Linked DNA regions of Mus musculus: region 1 is linked to region 2. Evidence: chromatin contacts called from public Hi-C data. All regions are on one chromosome and are shown on one strand. Each heading gives the region's core, a stretch centred on a gene start, on an enhancer-like site or on the middle of the called end of the contact. The rest is flanking DNA. Distances are from core to core; before and after follow the strand shown.

Evidence for each region. A called contact is a pair of places that touch in the nucleus more often than the background predicts.
Region 1: a Hi-C map of adipose-derived mesenchymal stem cells shows a contact between it and region 2, with 1.5 times the contacts expected there. The contact joins two enhancer-like sites. A contact is called at or near these places in 5 of 484 Hi-C or Micro-C datasets (adipose-derived mesenchymal stem cells, erythroblasts, liver and 2 more) and 2 of 9 other capture datasets (adipose tissue and liver).

Annotation. Positions count from the first base shown.
Region 1 is chr2:80,174,866-80,179,426 of GRCm38.p6, reverse strand. It overlaps a transcript of Pde1a not described here. Among named protein-coding and RNA genes, the nearest start is that of Pde1a, 48 kb to the right of the region's middle. Within about 2 kb of position 3,311, at least 8 of the 459 cell types and tissues checked have an H3K27ac peak or open chromatin away from gene starts, as enhancers often do. A contact at or near this core is called in adipose-derived mesenchymal stem cells, where this site is marked.
Region 2 is chr2:80,045,470-80,049,924 of GRCm38.p6, reverse strand. The region is part of intron 2 of Pde1a (phosphodiesterase 1A, calmodulin-dependent); the gene reads left to right. Among named protein-coding and RNA genes, the nearest start is that of Pde1a, 82 kb to the left of the region's middle. Within about 2 kb of position 3,019, at least 21 of the 459 cell types and tissues checked have an H3K27ac peak or open chromatin away from gene starts, as enhancers often do. A contact at or near this core is called in adipose-derived mesenchymal stem cells, where this site is marked.

The DNA.
Region 1 (4,561 bases), core at 2,062-4,561, 130 kb before region 2:
TCTAACATCACGTATCAGATGATGGCCTGGTTGGCCATCTGTGGAAAGAGAGGCCCATTGGTCCTGCAGACTTTATATGCCTCAGTGCAGGGGAACGCCAGGGTTGGGAAGTGGGAGTGGGTGGGGGGGCAGTAGAGGGGAGGGTGTGGGGGACTTTTGGGATAGCACTGGAGATGTGAATGAAGAAAGTACCTAGTAAAAAATAAAAAATAATAAAAAATTCAGCCTTCTTGGTCTTTACTTTCAGAAACAGGGACACAGTATTCCAGCTATCTCTAGAACATCTTTAATCATAGTTTGTCTGTGTGGTCATGTTTGTCAAGTGTAATAAGAATGCTCACCCCCAACCCCCCACACATCTGAAATGCATCTGAACTGAAATGATCATTAAAATCATGCTCAGTTCAACAAAGATGGGACCCACTTATAAACAAGAAAATGTTTGAAATATTAAATGAAGATATGTAACTGGTTTTGCAATTCATGGCCTATCATTCTGATTAATAATCACACTTACTGTATCTATGGAAACGAAGAAAAAATTACTCTTGCCTTCAAGAAATGTACACAAAGATGGGAAATATTTTGCTTCTCTTTAGGGTCTACACAGATGTTGTCCTCCTTGTTAACCCTGTGCTGTTATTCACTTTGCCAAGAGAAAAAGCAAAGCCACGTGGGTGGACGTCTGAAGCCATAAGATAAACAAATAGATTGAAGTTGCTTTAAGGAGAGACAGACGGTTCCATTAAATGAGAGTTCCACATCATTTTCTGAATAGGGAAACAAAAAGGTGCATATCTAAATGATTTATAAGCTAAGCTTGCAATTTGATTGATGAAGACAACTAATTTCTGTAGTTCTGTAAACACATTTTAATAGACAATCTGGAAGAGAGAATACATCAAAAAATAACATTTAGCCAAACATGAAAGAGACCCCTAAAATACATTTCATAAAATAACACATCATTAATAATGGAATGAGATGCTATGTGGTTTATGTTTGTATAATGAATCTAGTTTTTGTCACAATCCCAGAGTGATGGGATTTCCGGGAAGGCAGCAGTTTTCAACAAGGGAGGAGTTGTCCCAAACATTCCAGAGTAGGTGAGATTTATGGGAGAGCAAGAGCTGAGCAGTAATTTCTGTCATTTGCTCTTTGTTTCTTTTTCTTCCATGAGGTTTAAATGTCGTCATGCTCTTCTGGGGGGTTTTAAAAATTAGAATCTATTTCGTATATCTTTTTAAAACAGGAAGTAGAAGGTTGTTTTTCTTTGATTGCCTTTTTTTTTTAAACTTGATTCTGGTTCTTTTTTTTTAGAACTGGGTCAGAACCATAATTTCCCCCTTACTACCTTTGGCAGTAGGCCACATCTGTTTATGTAGTTAATGATGGAGCTTGATTGTCCTCCTATGCTCAGACAGTTGAGGCACTGGCTCTCCTGGGGAAGAGAGGAGCGGTGATTAGTTATCCAGGATGGTTATGTAGGTACCTCAGCCAGGCTCTCTGCTGCCATGTGAGGCTTAACCACAAGCTCCAACAGGAGGCTGATAAGGGACTCCTAGCATCACCCTAGGCATCAGAAGGCCAGGGTAAAGCTCTTTGGTGAAGTTGTTGATTCTGTCTTCATCCATCCTCTCCATTGGTCCATTTAGGTGGTGAGCAGTGAGCTTCCATAGCACTGTTGGAGAAGTAGGAAAAGCTTCCATGGTACACATTATTAGCTCTCACTGCTTGCAACACAATACCTATCCCAGGATTTACAACAGGCCAACAGGTGGGTAGTGTTGTCTTCCATAGTAAATGGGAGGAAGTTGAACCAATTGTCCAAAGTCACAGGGGTAATTGATGCTGGAGTAAGGATTCCACCCGAAGTGATTTTTGCCTCCAGCATCCCTGTGATCTTCTCTGTAGCTTTTGACATTCTTTTAACTGTGTCTAGGGATGCTCTTCCAGCCACAAGGGGAGTAGCACTGGGCAGCTTTCCAAGCTGCAGTTTGTGATTCCTCTCTTTCTAATCAGACAGTCGGAGGTTGAAGAATTTAATAAGATTCTACAATCGCTTAATGAGAATCTTGACCCAATTTTCTCATTAACTTCCTATTCTTCTTTGCATCTCAGCACTTTCTTTCTATGCATAAAATTAATCCCAACAATGTACTTCAGTTTGTACAGGTGTTCTGTGCTCGATGTAATAGGAAATTTTAATTTTGTGATATGAAATGCTATAAAAGGAAGACAAAGACCTGCCCCAGTTGGGAAAACTGTAGCTATGCCTACATTTATGATTGGGGTCATACCCCAACAAACCCATGGTAAGTTGAAAATATCATACAGTAGAACTGCATTTGTGGTTAGACATGTAGCTCATTTAGTAGAGAACATGTCTAGCATGCATGAGACCCTGGATTTTCAAGTCACAGTACTCTAACAGGGAATGGGGACTCATGCCTGTAATCCTAGCACTTACAAATGCAAACACGGGATCAATCAGAAGTTCAAGGCCATTCTCAGCTACACAGCAAGTCAAACTGAGCTACCTGGGACTCTGTCCCCAAAGTAACAGCAGCAATAATAAAAGTGAAGTTTTTTTAAAACATGAAATGTGTCTAGAACATTTACCCATAGTTGGGCAAGATCATCTAGTTTAAATTCTTATTTATAAGAAGTGCTGAATGTGTTATATAATTTGTTAAATACTCAAAGTAAAAAGGACAACAATTAGTATTATGCTTTCAGACAATGGGGGGGGGCGGTTCTAAGTTGAATCATTAAAAGTGGAATTGTTTGAACATCAGAATCATGTGACTGTCATAGCATATACTACAAAGGCTTTAAGACCAACGGAATAGAAACAGAAAGACTGAATTCAACTTCCCCTAAGAAAGGACTGCAGAGTTTTCAAGAAATGGGGTGAGGAGAATCCCAAGTTCCTTGTCTGCCAACTTCCCTTACCTGTATGAAGAGTAACCTTGGATCATCATGACATATGAACAGTATTATATATAACCCAGAGCATGATACCCGGGGTGATTGCATCTCATGGAATGTTGTTTGAGAAAGACATTGTTCTACCATCTTTGAATGAAGAAAGGAAACCCAGATGTTTCAGACAAACACTCAACCAGATGTCTGCAGTATTGGTAAGAATTCACAGTGGTCAGTTTGCATGCATTTCCCTTGTAATTTCCTCAATAATTGAATTTTTGACTCTATAGAGATTTTGCTGTTTTTTGTCAATTCTTATCAAATGTGTCACTGCTGAATCATACAGCATCAGCTGTAAAAGAGGAACAGCTTTACTCAGACAAAAATCCAGATCCTCTCAGGAATTTGCTCCTGAGAGGCTGCAAGGAAGAGGGGCCGAGGCAAGCAGCTGCTTCTTTGTCTTTCTGTTTGCGTCTTGGCGTTCTTTCCTTCTAACCATTCCTACTACCATCAAATGGTTCTCTAGAGTTATTAGAAGTTTGGCTAAAGAGAAACCTCTATTTAATCTTTCTTCATTACATATACTACAGCCAGAGTCTTTGAAAGTTTAAGCAAATAGGAGACTATAATGATATAGAAGTAAGTATGGAAACACATGAAGCATAAAAACAATATGATGACACAGGGTACATTCATGTTTCTATGGTAACTGATATACCAAGTCTCCTGGGCTTCGACCCTGGTTTTAGTGATACACACACACACACACACACACACACACACACATACACACACATGAGGCACTCCTTGTAATCTCATGTCATGTGACTTCTTACACACCCTTGATCCCACTAAGGCTGGCTCCTTCCTGTGGTCATCTGAACTTTCACCAGCAGAGAAAGATTGACAAGACATAGAAGAGATGGAAGTAAATTTTATAACTAGGAGCTCATTTTTGCAAGACACATGATTTATATGGAACAGTAAGAAAAAGATAATTTTAAATATTCTTGGAATACATTCATTGGAATATTTAATCATTTCAGAAAAGATGAAGAATGGAATTATAGAAGTTGAAAAGGCCTTTGTTGAGCAGGATTCAAAGAATGTTTACAAAGGCTGTTAGACAGGAAATGCACTGTACTTTTGGCAATGCTTTTAGTAAAATCCTTATTACACATATACATTAACTTGACTTACTGTAGAATCGACTATATTGACATTGTGCTGTTTAAGAGTATAGTCTTCCCATAGTTATGAAATGAAAAATTCAATGCCAGGAATGATATATCTCCCCATGAATTACTGATGAATGTTGTCTCTGAGAGCCCCAAGAGTACACACGTTACTGCCAATGGTTTTGGTTATCCTCCACAGTGAATGGTAAGACATTATTGTTGAAGTCACTAACACACTCTGCTTACAGGACAAAGAGAAATCAGTCTGGAATCTCCCTTCAGACTTGCTCACACAGAAGTATATGCTAGGGGGTGGGTGGAATAAACATCAGTTGTCTTACCTAGTGCTGGGCCCTGCACACTTCAATACTACCTTAAGGTATAGCCACTGGTAAAATAATGGCATAATTATTATGACAGTAATCTACCACTTTCTCAACAGATTTGAGATCTGC
Region 2 (4,455 bases), core at 1,770-4,269:
CATCTCCAAACTTTGTCTCTGTAACTCGTTCCATGGGTGTTTTGCTCCCAATTCTAAGAAGGGGCAAAGTGTCCACACTTTTTTGGTCTTCGTTCTTCTTGAGTTTCATTTGTTTTGCAAATTGTATCTTGTATCTTGGGTATTCTAAGTTTCTGGGATAATATCCACTTATCAGTGAGTACATACCATGTGAGTTCTTTTGTGATTGGTCTACCTCACTCAGGGTGATACCCTCCAGGTCATCCATTTGAGGCTATGCTGGGGCCTAGCAAACACAGAAGTGGATGCTCACAGTCAGCTATTAGATGGAACACAGGGTCCCCAATGGAGGAGCAAGAGAAAGTACCCAAGGAGCTAAAGGCATCTGTAACTCTATAGGTGGAACAACAGTATGAAATGTACCCCTGGAGCTCGTGTCTCTAGCTGCATATGTAGCAGAAGATGGCCTAGTTGGTCATCATTGGGAAAAGAGGCCCCTTGGTCTTGCAAACTTTATATGCCTCAGTACAGGGGAATACCAGGGCCAATAAGTGGGAGTGGGTGGGCAGGGGAGTGCTGGGGGAGGGTCTGGGGGGGCTTTTGGGATAGCATTTGAAATGTAAATGAAGAAAATACCTAATTAAAAATATGTAAAAAATAAATGTTATATTCACAAACTAGATTCTGACTGCATGTATATTTCAAAATAAATTTTACATATAAAGAGTAAGAAAAAAATAGAGGCAATGTTCTACATTAGTAGATCACCTGGGAATAAATTCAGACTTCCACAAATTTAAGAGTTTTAGAATTAATAGTACCCCTGGAGATTATCACTAGAAAGATGCTGTTCATGGAACAAGAGCAAGATGAGAAAGTGAAGGTAAAATGCAGAATAATTGTGAGGAGCAGAGACAGGGAAGCAAGGCCAGGAGTGAGAAAAGCCAGGACTCAAATTCATAGACTGTGTGGAAAGCAGCCTGGGTTAAATTCTTGCTTTTCTAGTTTCTGAAAGGCATATTAACTCTCTACAGCAGGGATGTTAACTTGTGTTTGAATTTGGTTTGGGAAGACATCATTGTAATAAAGTCTATAGAGCCATTGGAAGTATTTGGTATGTAGTTTGTGGTCAGCTAATGGCTCCCTCCATAAAGACTCACCAACATGGCTACCCAAATATGAGCAAGGAAGATACCAATAGACATGCCTGTGCTTTTCGGGTGTTTTTCAAAAGGTCCATGTCTATGTCTATACTACTGCCATTTTTTTTTATTTTGAATGTTTTGCATTTTATTTTTGAGATTTTACAACATTAAGTTATAATTATAACATTTCTCCCTTCATTTTTCTCCATCTAAACCATCTCAGATGCTCCCTCAACTTTCCCTCAAACTTATGGCCTCTTTTTTTTCTTTTTTTTTTTAACTAGTTGTTATTGAATGTATGTATGTATATGCACATGCATATACTTCCCTAAGTATAATTTATCCAGTCTGTATAATGTTACCTGAATATATGTTAATATAATAATATACTACTACTACTACTTTTGTGTAAAGTTGAGGTCTTGTGGGTTTTTCCTACACACATTGGAATGTCTATTGGTGTTGTCTTTGTTTACTAAGTTTTATCTATGCTTTCTTATAACAGTATCAGATTTCACAACCTTTGTGATATTAGATCTATTTTGAGTATACATTTTGGACAGGGTGAGAGGTGTGGATCTAGTATCAGTTTTTCCTCCAGATACCTTGTTTTTGAAACACCATATGTCTCTCCTTCAGTGGATATTTTTGACATTTTTGTCAAAATTTAGCTGACTGTCAAATGTAGGTTTATTTCTGTATCCCCTATTCTAATTCTATTCTACTCACCTCTCTCTGTGTGTGTATGTGTGTGTGTGTGTGTATGAATGCCATACAGATTTTTTTTTTTACTGTGGTTCTGAAGTATAATTTGTGGTCAGAAATTATGACACCTCTGTGCTATTTTCTTTGTTTAGGACTTTGCTTTGGCTATTCAAAGTTTGTTGTGCTTCAGTTTTAGCACTGGAATGCATTGCGTTGAGTGTTGGACTTGAGAAATGGCATTGGCCAGCTGAAATTGTGATGGGAATTTGAATTTGGAGCTTAATAAAACACATGTGGAAACATATAACATGCTAGAGAGCAATTAGCCATGATGAATTGCTATGAAAATAAGGTGATAATTCAGGAGATAAATTTGGCAAGGATAGATTGTTACATGGATTTGGAGTGAGGAAAATATTCACGTACAAGTGAAGAGGAAATATGAAGCTAAAAGGAGATTATTCTGAGGCAGGAATAGATGTAAGGCTACAGATACTTCTGGTTTATATATGTATTTGTATGTGTAGCTCTTGTATGTGTAACTCATGTTTTGTCTTAGAAAGATAGTGGTGGTAGTGACCTGCTTGTATACATTTGGGTACGTCCATAGGACCTGTTTTGCATCCTTCTGACAGTCAGGTGCTAGTAGTATAGATCATTGGCAGTGTGCTTGCCTAGCATGGGCAAAGCTCAGTTTGATTCCCATGTCTCTCACCTCCAGATGAAGAAAATCAGTGGCTGCTGCTATTCAAAGCCTGTGTGAGTCATGACCATCCCTAATGCTCTGTAATTCTTAATGCCTGGAGAAGCCAATAGGTTAGCATTCGGGAACTTTCCATTTATCATCACTGATTTATTTCCTGGTGGGAGTCTTTGACTCACAGGCATTACTGGAACTTTAAGACAAATTTGAAGAAAAAGAAAAAAAAAACATTGATTGAATTTAGAGTTATTTTGAAAGCAGGCTTAAAATACGGATTAGAGCTGATAGTAATGAGTCAGTACTGAAGCTAAGTTGACAAGAGTAGACTGTACAGTTGGGAAACTGAGCAGTAGTACTGTGTAGCTGCTTCTGAAGAATTTTCCACTGACTGAAGAATTACAAATAAGAAGACTTTGAGGAGTGATGAAAACTCTGACTCACATGGTTTCCAACTGTCATGGCTTATGGCTTACTTGCCTCATTTCCAGCCTGAGGGTGAAAGTTTCTTCAACTCTTCAGGGTAATGCGTGCTCCCAATTACATACCATTGCTTGGTTCTTGGGCCTTAGAAAACTTTTAACCTTTCCTCTTAAGCCTGCTTGTTGAGTATATCTATTCATCCTTCAAGAGCCTGTCTAATCACCCCTGCTTTAATTCTCTCACTCAAAGGGAATCTTACATTGAGGAGGCTCCCATGTCTAATGTTTCCTGAACTACCCAATACTCAAGATTTATTTCCTTATATAGGAGATTTAAGTACGGCTTGATTCTACAGTGAGCAGTGGGTGTTTGGCTATGAGAATCTATTTTGAACGATTTCCTTTGTTGCTGTTGATGTTTTTGAGAAATGTCACACTGTTCGAAGGAAGCACTTTCCTTGGCAGCATCAGTGGCTGTCAGAACCTGGGAGAGTGCTAATTGAAGCCAATCAAACTTTAGCTGCCTGGGTTCTACTCTTCTCCTTTGCAATGGACACAACTGACTTGGCACTGAGCCAACTGGGGGGGGGGGCGGCGGGGGACTAAAGCTTCCCTTGATACAAACCGATCTCTCTTACTTGTTGAGGAAAGTACGTCTGACACATTTGTTTTAAACCTTAGGTTTGACACACAGGTGAAGAGAATCTATGGAAATTGCTCATCAGATAAAATCTGCCTCTCCCAAAGTGGACAACAGTTTTTAGTAAAACTGAGAACCATTTACAGAGTTATCCTCAAATGTGCTGTCAATTTTAATATCAGCATGTCTTGAGTGTGTTTTCTCTGAAACTGAGCTGTGGCCGGCATAGTTTATAAGAGGCCTCTAAGAGATGATTACAGGAGAGCTCTGTCTCCTTCATGGAATAAATGTTCTTTTAAAGGAAGCATCTGGGGCAGTGATTGGATACCTTGCCTGGAGGCTTGTATCCAATCACTGTCAGGCTGCAGCAGAAACCCTCTCCCCTCACCAAGTGGAGGCACTTTGGTTTTCTTCTTGTCTTCTAGAACTGTGAGAAAATAAAATTTTGATCTTTACATGTACCCTGTTTCAAGCCTTCTGTTACAGTAGCACAGACTGGACCCAGATCCAATTGTAAATTGTACTTGTTCTTAGGTACACAAGACTGTTGGTTTAAAGAAGTGTGATAACAGATTGAAACACATTGAGCATCAGAAAATGTCTTGCAACATTACAAGGAATTGACACAAGTCTGTTCTTAGGAACATACAGTTACACATATGAGGCAAATGTCATTTTTGTATAATTTAATTAGGTTTTCTTCTGATATAGTCAGGAGGATTAGACATTCTGCTTCCTTCTTCCTTCAGTGCATCTTGGAGTCTTGACAGATAAGTTCTTGCACACATAATTACATAGATTATCATAGACTCAGACTGTGGTGTTGTGAAGAAGCGAAGACATGATACAGGCATATGAAACTCA